2 separate regions of the Hordeum vulgare genome follow, and region 2 is linked to region 1. The links are chromatin contacts, called in public Hi-C maps. All regions are on one chromosome and are shown on one strand. Each heading gives the region's core, a stretch centred on a gene start, on an enhancer-like site or on the middle of the called end of the contact. The rest is flanking DNA. Distances are from core to core; before and after follow the strand shown.

What was found. A called contact is a pair of places that touch in the nucleus more often than the background predicts.
Region 2: a Hi-C map of leaf shows a contact between it and region 1, with 2.9 times the contacts expected there. The contact joins the promoter of LOC123398995 here to the promoter of LOC123398984 in region 1. A contact is called at or near these places in 3 of 6 Hi-C or Micro-C datasets (leaf and seedling) and 1 of 1 datasets of contacts at active chromatin or transcription factors (embryo).

What each region holds. Positions count from the first base shown.
Region 1 is chr5H:468,608,851-468,616,232 of MorexV3_pseudomolecules_assembly, forward strand. LOC123398984 (dicarboxylate transporter 2.1, chloroplastic-like) reads left to right here and starts at 4,531. Exons shown (of 4, transcript XM_045093424.1): 1 at 4,531-5,401; 2 at 6,266-6,579; 3 at 7,304-7,382. The coding sequence starts at 4,616. LOC123398985 (queuine tRNA-ribosyltransferase catalytic subunit 1-like) reads left to right here. Exons shown (of 16, transcript XM_045093425.1): 6 at 926-982; 7 at 1,114-1,234; 8 at 1,451-1,517; 9 at 1,616-1,657; 10 at 1,868-1,973; 11 at 2,070-2,180; 12 at 2,736-2,807; 13 at 2,911-3,012; 14 at 3,094-3,140; 15 at 3,229-3,256; 16 at 3,443-3,940. The coding sequence ends at 3,601.
Region 2 is chr5H:468,966,678-468,974,059 of MorexV3_pseudomolecules_assembly, forward strand. LOC123398995 (protein SCAI) reads left to right here and starts at 4,321. Exons shown (of 9, transcript XM_045093431.1): 1 at 4,321-5,035; 2 at 5,868-6,074; 3 at 6,184-6,423. The coding sequence starts at 4,499.

The DNA of each region.
Region 1 (7,382 bases), core at 3,281-5,780:
TACCTACTATCTAATACTATTGTACCCTTTAGTCAGATTAAATTACTAATATATTAGGGTATGCCATTGTTTTTAATTTTTGATTCGTACAAATGATGCTCATGTTTGTTATCATAGAGTAACAAAATAATTAGGCAGGTTCAGGTTATTTTAGGGTTGTCAAGTATTAAGATTTTGCTTTTTCATCATAAAACTGAATTGTTATTATTTAAATGTCTTTCTATGTAGTACATTTTATTCAAAATTATATTTTCATTTTTCCATGTAATCTTGCTATTTTCAATTGTGCAAACTGTAATTTCCAATATGACAAGTGGTCCTGTGAGACTGATGTACAATTAACTGATATTATTTTTCATTAGCAGATATTGAATAATGAATAAATCTTTTTTTGCGGGAAGATAATAAATAAATCAAGTGTCATGTCGCCGCATTTTGACATGATCTACAATGTCCAATGCGATCCTTTTTCTAAGAACCCCCTTAGCTGGCGAACGGTTGCCAGGAGGGGGTGGCATTTGCGAACGATTTTGGTGCCATTTTTAGTTTGAGGGGATGGTAGTTTCTTCAGAGTGACATGGCAGTTTCTGTTAGAGAAGGCAATTTTCGTTTCTAAACTGCCATCTTTTGATCTCGTCTCAGATTTAAAACTACCATCAAAAGTGGTTCGCTTGCCACCCTTCTCCCAGCGACTAGCCGACAGTTAACTTCTCCATTTCTAATCTGTCTACTATGTTAATTTTTATGTTGATGCTAGAAGCAGAAAGTTTCTGTGGCTTCATTTGTGGAAATGAATTTCCCCAGCATTTCATAATGCATTTTTATCTGTTTCTCTGTTTCCCTGGATAAACTTTACTGCTGCAGAGAACTGCTTTCTGTTTTGCACATTCTCTAATTTTATTATTCTTCTGTGTCCAATCTACAGTCACCTGTTGATGGGAAACCCATGCTCTTGACGCCTGAGGAATCAATCCATATTCAGGTATGTCCTTTCCTTAATGAACTTTGAACTCGTTGAGTCATTGTGAACTAGACTTCTGCTATCACAAAATGCTGATTTTATATCTTAACACTTGTGTGCCCATCCTTTATATTTCCGGGACATGAATGCAGAACAACATTGGAGCTGATATAATCATGGCTCTTGATGATGTTGTTAAGACAACAATTACCGGCCCGAGGATAGAGGAAGCTATGTATCGTACCCTTCGTTGGATTGATAGGTGCATAGCTGGTATGGTTATTAGTCTTGCCTCTTGGCCAAATTATATAGGAGTACTCATCTAGGTTTAGTAATCAACTATTTCCCATCTTCAAGTTAAAGCTTAGGATCTTTTCACTCACTGCCTCTACTTATTTTATGGATTTAAGATGTATTGAAGACCATTTAAAACTCCGATAAGCATGTGGTTAACTAAAGTCTGGTATTTTCCTTCTTCCAATATTGTAGCTCACAAGAAGCCCGATGTCCAAAACTTATTTGGGATCGTGCAAGGAGGATTAGATCCAGTTCTGAGGTTAGTTTATGTTACTTCTTGTAGTACATGCATGAAAGGTACGCATTCATACAATCAATACAGTTTGATAAGTTACTATGCAACTCTTTTAATTCCAGAGATATTTGCGTGAGAGGCTTGGTTGAGCGGAACCTTCCAGGGTATGTCAGACTAAATATTTCACCCATACATTCCATGCATAATTTTCTTATTTGCAGCCAAAAGATCTTTTTGGTTTTTCCATGACCTCCAATATCTGCCACATACTTGAAAGCTTCATCTTTCTTTATATGTTTTTTATGCATTTTCCATGACTCCCTGCTATTAATTCAACAGTTTAGTGGCTGAATTTTTGAATTTCTTGTTGCTAGATATGCCATTGGTGGTCTTGCAGGTGGTGAAGATAAAGATTCGTTTTGGCGCGTTGTTGCCCAGTGCACCGCTGGATTGCCTGAAGATAAACCACGATATGTTATGGTAAGTTCTAATCTTCTCAAAGTGCTCATGTTAAGCTTTCAACCACGCAACACGCAGAACTTGTTTGGTTGACATTGCTGTTCTTCTGATATGCAGGGTGTTGGTTATCCCCTTGATATTGTAGTATGCAGTGCTTTGGGTGCAGATATGTATGACTGCGTCTATCCAACACGCACTGCTCGCTTTGGGAGCGCACTTGTGCCTGAGGTAGGAAAGTTCTTTCCCTGACAATCATATGCAATTCAAGCTAGAGGAACTGTGTGAAGCATTTTATTTTAGCACTGATAAGTATATCTCAGTCTTTTGCTTGAAACTTCCTACTGATCCTTGGCTTTCAAAGAACTTATCTTCCATTGGCCTGATATTGGTAAAAACAGTAACATATGCAACCATAGTCCAATCTGAACCCTGAGATCACAATCTCTGTACTTTCCTAGCTCACCATTACTGCAACGGAATCACATGAGAGGTGTGTCCGTGTGAGTGAGTGGGAGGGGACATTGTTTCTTCTAGAAACCCCATAAGCTGGACTTGTTGATAAATCATTTGATGGTGGTGCAACGGGGACCCTGGCATTTATGCTTGTTGGGTATATTATCTAAATTAACTATGCTTGTTGTAGAAGCAGGCACATTTTTATAGCAGGTTTAGGCTTTAAGCCTATGTTTGAGGTAGTCTTGGTGCGAATCTACTTTATCTACCCCTTTAACTTTAATTCTCATTGATGATTTATGTGACCTTTGTTTTCCTGTATCTCCTTAGGGTGTTCTGAAGTTAAAACAAAACGCAATGGCAACTGATGAACGGCCCATTGATCCTTCCTGTCCATGTATGGTATGGCTTCAGCACCACTAGGAACAAAGTGGTAAACCGATTGATATAATTACAATCTTTGGAGTTCTGTATAAAATACTAACATGGTGTTCTTATTGTTCAGGTCTGCAAAAACTATACACGTGCATACTTGCATTGTCTTGTCACGAAAGATCCTATGGGCTCTCAACTGCTGTCATATCACAATTTATCGTTTATGATGCGGGTACCCTGTCAATATTTTTTTCCGATTAGTTCATTTTGAGCACCGTCAGCTATTGTTTGATCACTCTCATTTCTGTTTCAGTTAAGTAGAGATCTCCACATGTCGATTCTTGAAGGGCGATTTCCAGAGTATGTTGTCTCATTCGACATAAATCTGCCTGATTTGTCAGTGAAATAGTGTGTTGGTAAATAACGAAATTCCGCTGACATGTTGCAGGTTCGTGCGAGGATTCTTGAGGGTGCAGGTTTGTCTTGTCCTCCAATCTCTATTCTATCATATATTGCTTGAACCAAAAATAGCTGAGCAACAAACTACCTCCTTGTACCATCTGCTACCCAATCATCTACAAAGCCAACACCATACCTGTTTTGTTATTATGTTTCTTAATAGTTTGAGTTACCCGTAAACGCTAAAATCACGATGATGACAGTTCCCGAAGGGCGACGTGCCAAAGTGGGTTCACAATGCAATGGAGGTTGCCGGCATTGACATATCGGAGTGCTGCACCCCGACCAACTGTCAGCATGACGCAATGGAGGCTGCTGGCGTCGACATAGCGGAGTTTTGCCCGCCGACCAAGTGCCCCTGACGCGGAACGCTCGGGGGCATTCATTACAGATACCACGGTACCGGTTGACGATAGGAAGGATTGCCGCGTGGAAGTGATCCTTCGTACTTAACATGACGCGTTTTCACGAGGTTTTTCTGGGTCATAGATGGCGTAGGCCTGGCTCTCATTGCTTCAGCATAGAGATTTTTCCAACCGTATGCTGAAACTAGCTGCTCATAGGTTTTGGTAGCCTCCAAGGTGTTATAGCATCTGCCATTGATTGTTTTGCTGCAAGAACAGTTTACGGAAAGTTGTAACAGCATCACTATATATTATACTCATGAAAACTGCTGCCGCGACGCAGCTCATTTTGTTTCACTGAATGTGGCGGCTTCTCCAGCCGTCACACTCTTTCTGTCCAAACTCTGGTCCTCCTCACACTCTTTGTTGGCTTGAATATTGCCTTTTTTTTTGGAATTGCTTGCAATGTTTGGTGTTTATTACAGGTGGTCCCGCGACGCAATTGGTTTCATGGCATGGAAAATGTCGCGTGGGAAATGTGTGCGATCTTCAGGAAAATGACCTGGCCGGTCATCTGGATTGTTCGATTCTCATCGGACGGCAGACGCTTCTGGCAGTCAGTATCAACTACGGAGTATCAACTAAAGCAACGTGTCGGCACCCTGCTGGCCGCCGCTTCCCGTCGAAACGCGGTGCCTCGCGGGATCCACCACCGGTGGCGAGGCTGCAGATTCCGGCGATCGCGACTCGTCCCCACGCCGATCCCAGGTAGTAGTATCATCAGTAAACAAGGCGCCGTACCCCTCCTTCGGACGCTGCCGGGTGGGTCCGTCTGCGGCCGCGAGGCACGGGGCCTCACATGTCAGTGGGCGAAGCCCGCGAGGCGTTGGGTATCCCAGATTCCGCCGTTAGTATCTATGCTAAAAATGCTTATTTCAAACCGCAGCCATTACAGGGCCGATCTCCGTGGACGGGATTCTGAAACCGCCGCCCGCCTTTGCTCCTGGACCGTTCCGCCCGCCGCCGGCGCCGATGGAGCGCCTCCGGATCGCCGTCTCGCACCGCCCGCCTCTGCCCATCCGCGCCCCGAACCATCTCCGCCGGCGCCAGCTCCACCTCCCCGCTCCCCTTCCCCTCACACTCGCCTCCCGCCCCCTGTCTTCGCAGCATCGCCTGCTCTCCCCCACCCCTCGCCGCCACGCCCGGCGTCTCCTCGCCTCGCAATCGCCTGTCCCCGAATCCGACCCCGAGCCCGACGTGGAGGCCGGCGCTGCCCCCGCCGGCGCCAAGCTCGTCCCGCTCGTCGTCTCCCTCGCGGCCGGCCTCGCCGTGCGCTTCCTCGCGCCGCGGCCCGCCGAGGTGACCCTGCAGGCGTGGCAGCTGCTCTCCATCTTCCTCTCCACCATCGCGGGGCTCGTGCTCGGCCCGCTGCCCGTGGGCGCCTGGGCTTTCGTCGGCCTCACCACCGCCGTGGCCACGCAGACGCTCCCCTTCGAGGCCGCCTTCTCCGCCTTCACCAACGAGGTCATCTGGCTCATCGTCATCTCCTTCTTCTTCGCGCGAGGCTTCGTCAAGACCGGCCTCGGCGACCGCATCGCCACCTACTTCATCAAGTGGCTCGGGGGCAGCACGCTGGGGCTCTCCTACGGGCTCACCGTCAGCGAGGCCTGCATCGCGCCGGCCATGCCCAGCACCACCGCCAGGGCCGGGGGCGTCTTCCTGCCTATCATCAAGTCGCTCGCGCTCTCCGCGGGCAGCAAGCCTAACGACCAGTCGTCGCGGAAGCTCGGCTCCTATCTTGTGATGACCCAGTTCCAGGTAAGTGATGTAAATTGATTTTCATTATTCAACGTTCGTTTGATGAACTTGCTGCTGGTAACTTGGCCATGGAATAGATAGATCTTACAAGCCTGTCACAGTAGGATTCTAATAAATGAATGCGCCAGAGTCACAGTTGCTAATTGTCACTATACCTGAACTCTTGAAGTGTGCATTCCCCCGGCTATATTTGTTTCAGAAAGGGTTCACAGCTCAACTGCCGATCGTGTTACCTCCATCGTTTTAAACTCTTGTGGAGCTGTGCTCTGCACAGGTTGAAGGTGGTGCACCATTTCTTTGTTACTATTAGGACATGTGGGTGTTAGTATGATTTTCCTAGGCGGAATTAGTGCAAGAACCTGTAATCCCGTATGTGCCAAATCGATGCTTGCTTGGTCAGAAGTTATTTAGTGTACACCATCCAGTGCTAAAACTAATTTTGGAGCTCTAGCATGTCAGTCTGTTATTTTGTGCATTTCAGTTTCGTGATCTCTTGACAGCTTTTCTAAAGGGGGTATCCTATTCCTATCGGTTGGAGGGTTCTATGGTGAAACTACAGTAGTGCATTGTTCAGCTGAGTCCTGATTCCTCACAACATTATTCAGTAAATTGGCAAGGTTGAACTGAAGAAAATATTAATCTATCTGGAAATAACAAGTGACAAACAGTTAAAACACAACAGGTAACATGGTTAAAATATGAAACCTAAGCTTGGTTCATATCGGACTTTGGGGTTTACTAAGGTAAGCGACTGGGTGGTACGAAACAACCTGATCAACTGCAAGACCCAAGCCATCCATTTTAACCTAATTTCTTACAGCATTTCTTACAACATAACCATTATGCTTTTTTGTTTCTTGGCAGGCAGGTAGTAACTCAAGTGCTCTCTTCCTGACTGCTGCAGCACAAAATCTGTTATGCTTGAAGCTAGCAGAGGAGCTTGGTATCATAGTTGCAAATCCCTGGGTGTCATGGTTCCAGGCTGCTAGTTTGCCAGCTATAGTGTCCCTGCTAGCAACACCATACTTGCTATATAAAATCTTTCCCCCTGAAATAAAAGACACACCTGAAGCCCCAGCATTAGCTGCAGAAAAGCTGAAGCGCATGGGCCCGGTGACTAAGAATGAGTGGGTTATGATTGGTACAATGATTCTTGCAGTGTCATTATGGGTGTTCGGGTAAGTTTCTATGTTAGTAATAAAGTGCCCCATAATATTGACCTTAAGTATTGTCATGCGGCTTGTGTCTTTTAGTATGTTTTCAGTTTGAACTGTTGATTTTCATGGGTTTAGTGCTTCCTCTAAATTGACTACATTGATCTATCAATGTGATATACTGTATAACTGATGAAAATTGTGGGGAACTCTTGCTTCAAAAATAAATTTTGTCTAATTGATAGGCGCCTAGTCAAGTACAACTGGAATAATCATATTTTATTTCAGTTTATATATTTAAAACAGTTCGCCGATATTGATAAAAATTTCAGCTATATCTATAATCGAAGTCTGGAAATTACCTGTTCATTGTTCAAGATGTTTGCACTGATACAACATTTAATCTGGAGGATGAATAGAAACCAGTGGGATCCTGCTTCTGACTTTGTATGTTTCTAGTGAAAACCCATATCTCAATACCAAGCCCAACTCAGTATGTAACCCATCTCTACTCCCAATCCTACTTCCAGTTAAACGCCACCATATTCTGCATGTTTATTTTAGTCCCCTTTAGTATGTCAAGAATACCTTATGTCTGATGACCAGAGCCATGAATCAGAAAGAGCATCAGAATATCATTTACAAGATATTATGCCTTGTGCCCTAAAATGCTCTGCAACATATCTTGCTGAATTGGACTACTGTCATGAAGTCTGACTGTATAATCCATTTCACAATATCTGTGCAGGGATGCTATTGGTGTATCTAGTGTTGTTGCTGCGATGCTTGGGCTCTCTATTCTTCTCCTGCTTGGTGTGCTAGACTGG
Region 2 (7,382 bases), core at 3,071-5,570, 360 kb after region 1:
ACTTGCCCGGGCTCGCCGCGTATGCGAAACTATACGACACCATTTTTCAGCTGACCAAATCCACGTGTACGTCAAGGTTTCCCGGGCAAAACTGCTTTGGGCTTCTTTCGCTATTCTGCTTATGAAAATTAGCAACAGGCCTAGGCCTAAAAAGCGAGGAACGCATGTTTTACTCGATAGCAATCGCTCCAACCTCTCCACCTTACCTGCCAGCCTGTTCTGTGGCTGTTCACCTCACGATTGCAAATCATGGAGAATGACTGGCGGTAAAATTACAAACTGATTATCAGCATCCTCTACTACTCATGCTCTCTTTACTCGGTAGGTAAAATTACAAATTGATGTGGCCATCCGATGCATAGGTTTAGGGCTTCAATTTTGATGTATGTACTCCCTCCGTTCGTAAATATAAGACCTTTTAGATATTTCAATATGGACTACATACTGATGTATATAGTCTTATTTTAGAGTGTACATTCACTCATTTGCTTCGTATGTATTCTATATTGAAATATCTAAAAGGTCTTATACTTAGGAACGAAGGGAGTACGTGGGAATTACCCATTTGAATGACGACAACTTTGTGAACCTAGTCGTTGATTTAGACATTTTCCTCTTGATAGCTGAATGTTAACTTGAATCACTAAATTTTACATGTGTTTTTATTTTTTATCTATAGAGCAACCAACGAAAATGTGAATGATGAACAACAGAAATAGAAGTAGAGCCACCGCAACGGTGCAACCACATAAAAATGCCGATGAATTTAATCCAAATGATATTGAGTGTGATATGAAAAAGAAAAAAACAAATTCCTGAGTATCGTCCTGATATTCAAAACCAAGTAAGGCGAGCATATGTATTGAAGGTTCCAATATATTGATATGTTATATACTCCTTCCATCCCGAATTACTTGTCGCGGAAATGAATGCTCCATTTCCGCAACAAGTAATTCGGGGCGAAAATAATATATTAGTTCACTTTAAATTATGTTTGTATTTATATTTTTTACTTCATTATTAATATAGGATCGTGGTTCAAAAGTTTGAGACTATTTTATATGTTATATATCCAAACACCCAATTATAATTTGAAGCCCATAACAGGTGAACATTTATCGGGAGGGTTGCATTTGCGAGCATTCACCTGGCAGTTTTAGTTGAGAGGAAGAGGGAAGAGATGTCAGTTTTTTTAGGCGACATGGCCGTTTTTCTCCGAGAAGGCAATTTTCGTGTAAAAACTGTCGTCGTTTGTTCTCGTTTTGCAACTAAAATTGTCAGCAAAGATGGTTTACTTGTCATCCCCCTACAACAAACTTTCGCTAACTACCATTACCGTTATGATTTTGAGAGCATCTCCAACAGCCGCGCTTCGCGCCGCGCCCAAAAAATGTGTTTGCCGCGCGCTAGCGCGGGGTTAGGCGCTGGCTCCAGCAGCCGCTCTATAATGCAGCGCGTGCGCGCCGCTCCAGCAGTGCCCAAAAATGCAGCACGGGCAAACCATTTTTTAATAAATAGATTGCATTAAAATAAAAAGCATACAAAGTTATTTTACATAGATTGCAACTTGATAGGTAGTTCGAAAACATAGATAGATAATTCGGTGCTAGATAGTTCGAAAACATAAAAACTTAATCCCAGTCGCTCCAATCATCTGCACCATCATCATCGTCGTTGGTGTCGTCAGAGGTTGACAGCCAGATGTCGAACCAATGCTCGTCTTCTTCAGTGAAGAAGGAGCTCCCGCCTGCATTGACGATGTCGGCCTGCGCACTCGCCAATGCCTTCCGTCGACGCCGGTCCAACCGCTCCTCGCGGCGCCGGCGCGTGTCCTCCTCGCGGTGCCTTGCCCAATAATCTTGCTCGTAGGCGACGTCCTTCGGGTTGCGCCGGTGCCACTCCGCCATGACCCGCAGTGTGCTCCGCACGGTCTTGTGCGGAGTTTACACGAGGCGGCGGAGCGACGTCTAACGCCTGCTGGAGCGTGTAGATGTCCTGGAAGTTCATTTGGCGGCGCGGCCTGCCTAGGCGCCACGCCGCCGCGTCGAACGCGCGGGCGGCCTCGTGCGTCGTGTCGTACGTGCCAAGGCTAAGCCGGAGATCGCCGGAGCGTATCTCGGCGTAGAACCCGCCGTTGGGGCACTCGTGGACGGCGCGGTAACCCGACGCAGAACGACGGCGCGGCGGCATGATGGCGCGTCGGGAGTGGGGGCGCTGCAGCGGTGGCGGCGCGCTGGAACGGCGGCGGCGCGAGAGGTAGAGGGAGAGAGAGTGGAGCGGTGGCGGCGCGAGGGAGCGGCAGAGCTGCGGTTTTATAGGCGCGCGAGCTGCCGCCTTTTCGCGCGCGCGCGCAACCGCTTACCGCGCGCGCTGTTTTCCTGCCGCCGCTGGAGCGCGCCATTCCGTCCCGCTTGCGCTAAAATGACGGTTTACCGCGCGCGTGCCCTTTTCGCGCGTCTGTTGGAGATGCTCTGAGATCAGATAGGGAGGCTCAAGTTTGCCCAGGCTAAACAAAATTCCTGGCTCCGCCAGTGAGTATGTCTATATACATCTGTATGTAGTTCATTAGTTGAACCTTTAGAAAGACTTATATTTAGAAACGGATGGAATATTTTATAATATAAACATATGATACTATACATTACGGATATGATATTAAGGCCCTGTTTGGATACTCTAACCTGGTTAGAGTTAGAGTTAGATTCTAACCCTTGAACTAATCTGAACTAACTCTAACTCTAAAGGTGTTTGGATGGGAGGGTTAGATGGATAATAAATGCTCTTTCTCAATCATTTGGCTATTTTGGACCTCTCTCTTTTTCTGGACCCCACCTACTCTAACCCAAAAAAGCACCTCTTGAATGGCTTGGAGTTTTTGGATGGGTTAGATGCATCTAACCAATTCTAACCCATCTGTTTGGATCTTTGAGGGTTAGATGATTCGATTCAAATTTAACCCACTCTAACTCTAAACCTAGGATTCAAACAGGACGTATCATATGGATGATACTTCTAGACTAATTACCGGTCGCGGCGCACGGGACCAGAAAACCCAGGCAAGTAAAGTTAACCGGGAGTTGAGGGAATCGTTGCCGTAAAGCAGCCGCCGGTCAGCTAAGCTAATTCTGGCCAGATCTCCACGTCGCAGCAGCCTTTTAAAGCCCTCTCAGAGATTCCCAGCCTAAACCGATTTGTTAATGACCCCGGCGTCCAGCACCGCGGCGCCACGCCAGCCTGTTCCAAGCGAGCGAGCCAAAGATTTGGGCGCGGCTGGGCTGGGTGCCGAATGATTGCACGGGCAGCCAGCCACCTGCAAGGCTGCACCCACCGACCAAAGAGGCAGAGGGAGGATGCCCGCTCCGTTCTTTTTACTGCCCAGAGAATTCTCGCCCGGGCTGATGATTCCTACTACGTACTTTAGTCGATTATTACAGAGGGTTTACTCAAAAGTTTAGCTAGGCTCCTTTGGATTTTCTTAATAAAGTGTACTGGATTAGTCAGGAGGCAGCAGGGCAGGTGTATATCCTCCGATTCTCTCCCTTTGTTAATTGCGGAATGTTATTATATTAGTAGCAAATGCGATGCAGCTGTGGTGGTTAGAGGAAACTCTGAATATCCGCCGCTGACTGCGAGTTAAAGGGCAAATGAAGAGGAGCCTTCCTTCACCAAACTCTGACGAGACATAAATAAAGAAGAAACAAGAAATACCTGCCCAGCCACCTCCACCAGCACTGCACTGCAATGCAATGCAAGGGAATAGTAAGTAGTGCAGAAATCTTGATAAAATCATAAAATTATGAAACTACCAACGTCAAACTAGCGCGTACGTTGAGCGAGTCGCAGACTCACAGTCCACCCGAGACCGAGCGAGGAGGCATCATCGGTGGGTTCACAACTGAATTCCACGCCCTGCCATGGATCATCCTTGTCGCTAGCCCTCGGATGGAGATCCATACCGAATCGACGCGAACAGACTAAACATATGTCTGACAGAACGAGTCGCAGGGTCAATTCTCCGGTCCAAATCTGCTGCATTTTCTGCCTGTCAGTGCGTATCCTTTTGGCTTTCACTCCGGTCAACCGCCGGTACTTTCCCATCGGTGGTGACATGGATTCCACGCACTGACTTCACTTGCTCGATGAAAATGGGCCTACAGTCGTACACTTGTACTGTAGAGTGACAGATAAACAAAGAGCTCGGATGATTGACCCATCAGAGCCCAATTAGCGCCCCAGATGACAGCGTTTCCGCGCAGTAAAAAATAACAGCTCACCGCCACCCCCGTGCACTACTCCACTGTTTTTTACCTCTTCTCGAACGAACTGCCCCTTTTATCACTCTCTTTCCCCTCTCTCCGCACCGTCGCCATCTCACCGCGTCCTCCGCCCGTTCGCCGCCCGAATCCAAAGGACAGCGGGGAGAGAGGGAGGGACGGACAGACAGACAGACAGGGAGGGGCCGAGCGAGCCATCGCCTCCCGCGCCCAGGCCGCCGGCGATGGCCGACGGCGAGCCCTCCGGCGCGTACAGGGAGTTCAAGGCGCTGGTGGAGGCGGCGGACCGCAAGTTCGCGCGCGCGCGCGACCTGCCGCTCTACGGCGGCGGGGACCACCACAGCCGGAAGGCCTTCAAGGCCTACACGCGCCTCTGGCGTCTGCAGCAGGACCGCCGCCGGGACCTCGTCGCCGCGGGCCTCCGCCGCTGGGAGATCGGCGAGGTCGCCTCGCGGATCGGCCAGCTCTACTACGCGCGCTACCTCCGCACCGCCGAGCCGCGCTCGCTCGTCGGCGCATACGTCTTCTACGAGGCAATCTACAGCCGCGGCTACTTCGCCGCCCCCGCCCCCGCCAACGCCAACGCCTCCGCGGCCGCCGGGGGCGGCGCCAAGCACCAGGGCCTCCTGATCCGCTACAAGGAGCTGCGCTTCATCGCCCGCTTCCTCGTCGTCGCCATGCTCATGCGGCGGGCCGAGGCGGTCGACCACCTCGTTGCCCGCCTCCGCTCGCTCGTCCAGGAATCCAAGTCGGCGTATCCCGTAAGAAGCTTTTCTCCTGCGTGTGCTTTGGATTGGGGGAGCCCCAGTTAAATGACGCGTTTAGGTCTTCTCTTTGGGGGTTATTACTACTCTTTTTTTTGCGGGGGAAGCCCCAGTTACTTTGGGAAGCAGGACAGGATTGCCATCTTCATTATTGAACGAATGTACTATGTTCCTTATTCATAACAACTTGGTGTTCAACACTTGTTTTGCCAGATTTTTTTGCTATTCAAACGACTGTTTATTTTTGTACAATTCAGTTTGAGTAATTACGTCAATCCTCTTTGGTTGTGTGTCACTTATCCTGCTCCTCTTTTTTTGTTGCTCCACACTCCTCTGCTGTTTAGTTACAGAAGAAAGAGCATAAGTATCCCTCTGTATTCATGTAGGAGTAGTAGATTTGAGTGTTTTGGAGAATTGCTGATCATGGAAAGAGAGGGTTCGAGCGGATTCTTCTTTTCATAGGTGTTTGAGTCGGTGGTGATCTGAGCTTGTCAAGCAATGTGTTCTTACCCTTAGGATTTGTAATTTTTGGATTGTGTGCGGATGATGGTTGAATTTTACCACCCTCTGAAATTTAAGATATGATCAATGAACCTATTAGGGGTACATATTACAACCAAGTAACACATCAATGAACCTATGCGTAAGGAGCGAGTAGTGCATATTTTATTGCTATGCTACATGAAAGCTTTGGATTGTGCAACTTACCGTGGTGTACTTTTTTTGTGTGTTTCACCACTTACTTCTTTATTCATTTCAGTACACTAGGACATTTTAAGCCTGATTTGCTTATAATTTTGTTCTTCCTTATAACGTGACCTCTTCTTAGAAAACCAACTTCAAGGAATGGAAACAAGTGCTTCAAGAGCTTGAGAGATTCTTGAAAGCTGATGGAGCATACAAGGGATCTAGATCACTTAGATATGACAACTTGTTTGATTCTTATGCATCAAACCTTGCATCAATAGCAAGATTCCATTCGAAAAGAGTACTGAAACTGAAGGAAGCTGTATTGACAAGTTACCGCCGAAATGAGGTTACTAATATTACCCCTTCATAAATAATGCTTCTGTTCCTCTAGTTATCACTTGTTTTGGTACTATGCTGATCAGCTCCCTCACATAATGTCGTTGTATGTACTGCAGGTCAAGTTCACAGAGCTAACTTTGGACACTTTCAGAATGCTACAGTCTTTAGAATGGGAGCCCACAGGGTCTTATCAGATAGCTGTTAAAGAACTTACAGAAAATGGCACTATGAGTGATCAGAGCGGACCCTCTGGTCTGATCGATATTCACCTTTCTACAGAGATCTCTGATGGAAATCTTCCTTCAAATCCTCAAAGAGCAATCATATATCACCCTACAGTTTCTCATCTTATAGCGGTAGGCCCCTTCTCAAAATTGCTTCGCCCCCTTTAAAGTTGAAGTTTTGCATAACCATGTATAATTTTCGTGGGAAATTCCTGTCTTGAAAACAGCATTAAACAATGCTGCATGCTGACCAGTTGATAGACTGGATGCTGATAATATGGTCGATGTTTGTGATTTGGTTAGTGAAATAATGCTGTGTAGACTTGTTTCTATTGTCCACAAATATCATGCATCAGTGGGTGACTCAACAATAGAAGTGATATAGTATCGTATTATTGATATGACTAAAAAAGGGCAGCCCGGTGCATGTAGCTCCCGCTTGCGCAGGGTCCGGGGAAGGGTCCGACCACTTTGGGTCTTTAGTACGCATGAAATAAAGTTACGATAAATTCTATTAAACTGAGGATCAGTTAGGTAGAATCGTTTAAAAATAGTTAAGTGGAACCGGAGGATTTCCTGCATTCTTGCTGCAACATGGTTGGCAGGCCAGCCTCGCTAAGAGCTTGATGTGGTCATACTTTCTTAGGCTGCCTTTGCACCTTTTCAATGCTCGGGTACTTGCATTTTATAGTATGCTCACTATGTTGGCTGAGTAGTCATTATAAGATTTTCAGCTCTGTGATGTTGCGGTTCTGCTTACCAACATGGTTGTTTGCTGCAACCCAAATAATACATGGAGATATATTTAAAAGAATTCTGTGTTTAAAGTTCACCGGATTTGCCAGTGTGCATAGGAGTGTATACCTCTTCTCCCTTTTACAAGAGTAGGATGAAGTTGAATTGAATATCTGAGTTTTGAGTGCATGCATTCGAAAAAGGCACATTTACTGCCAATAATTGCTCCATAGCACGCCCACCAATAATATTGTCTTTAGAAAACATCTCCTTGTAAATAGGCATAGTGATGTTATGGTTAGCAGAACTGAACATCAAATTTTGAGCACAGGCACTGCCAAATTGGCAAATTGCAC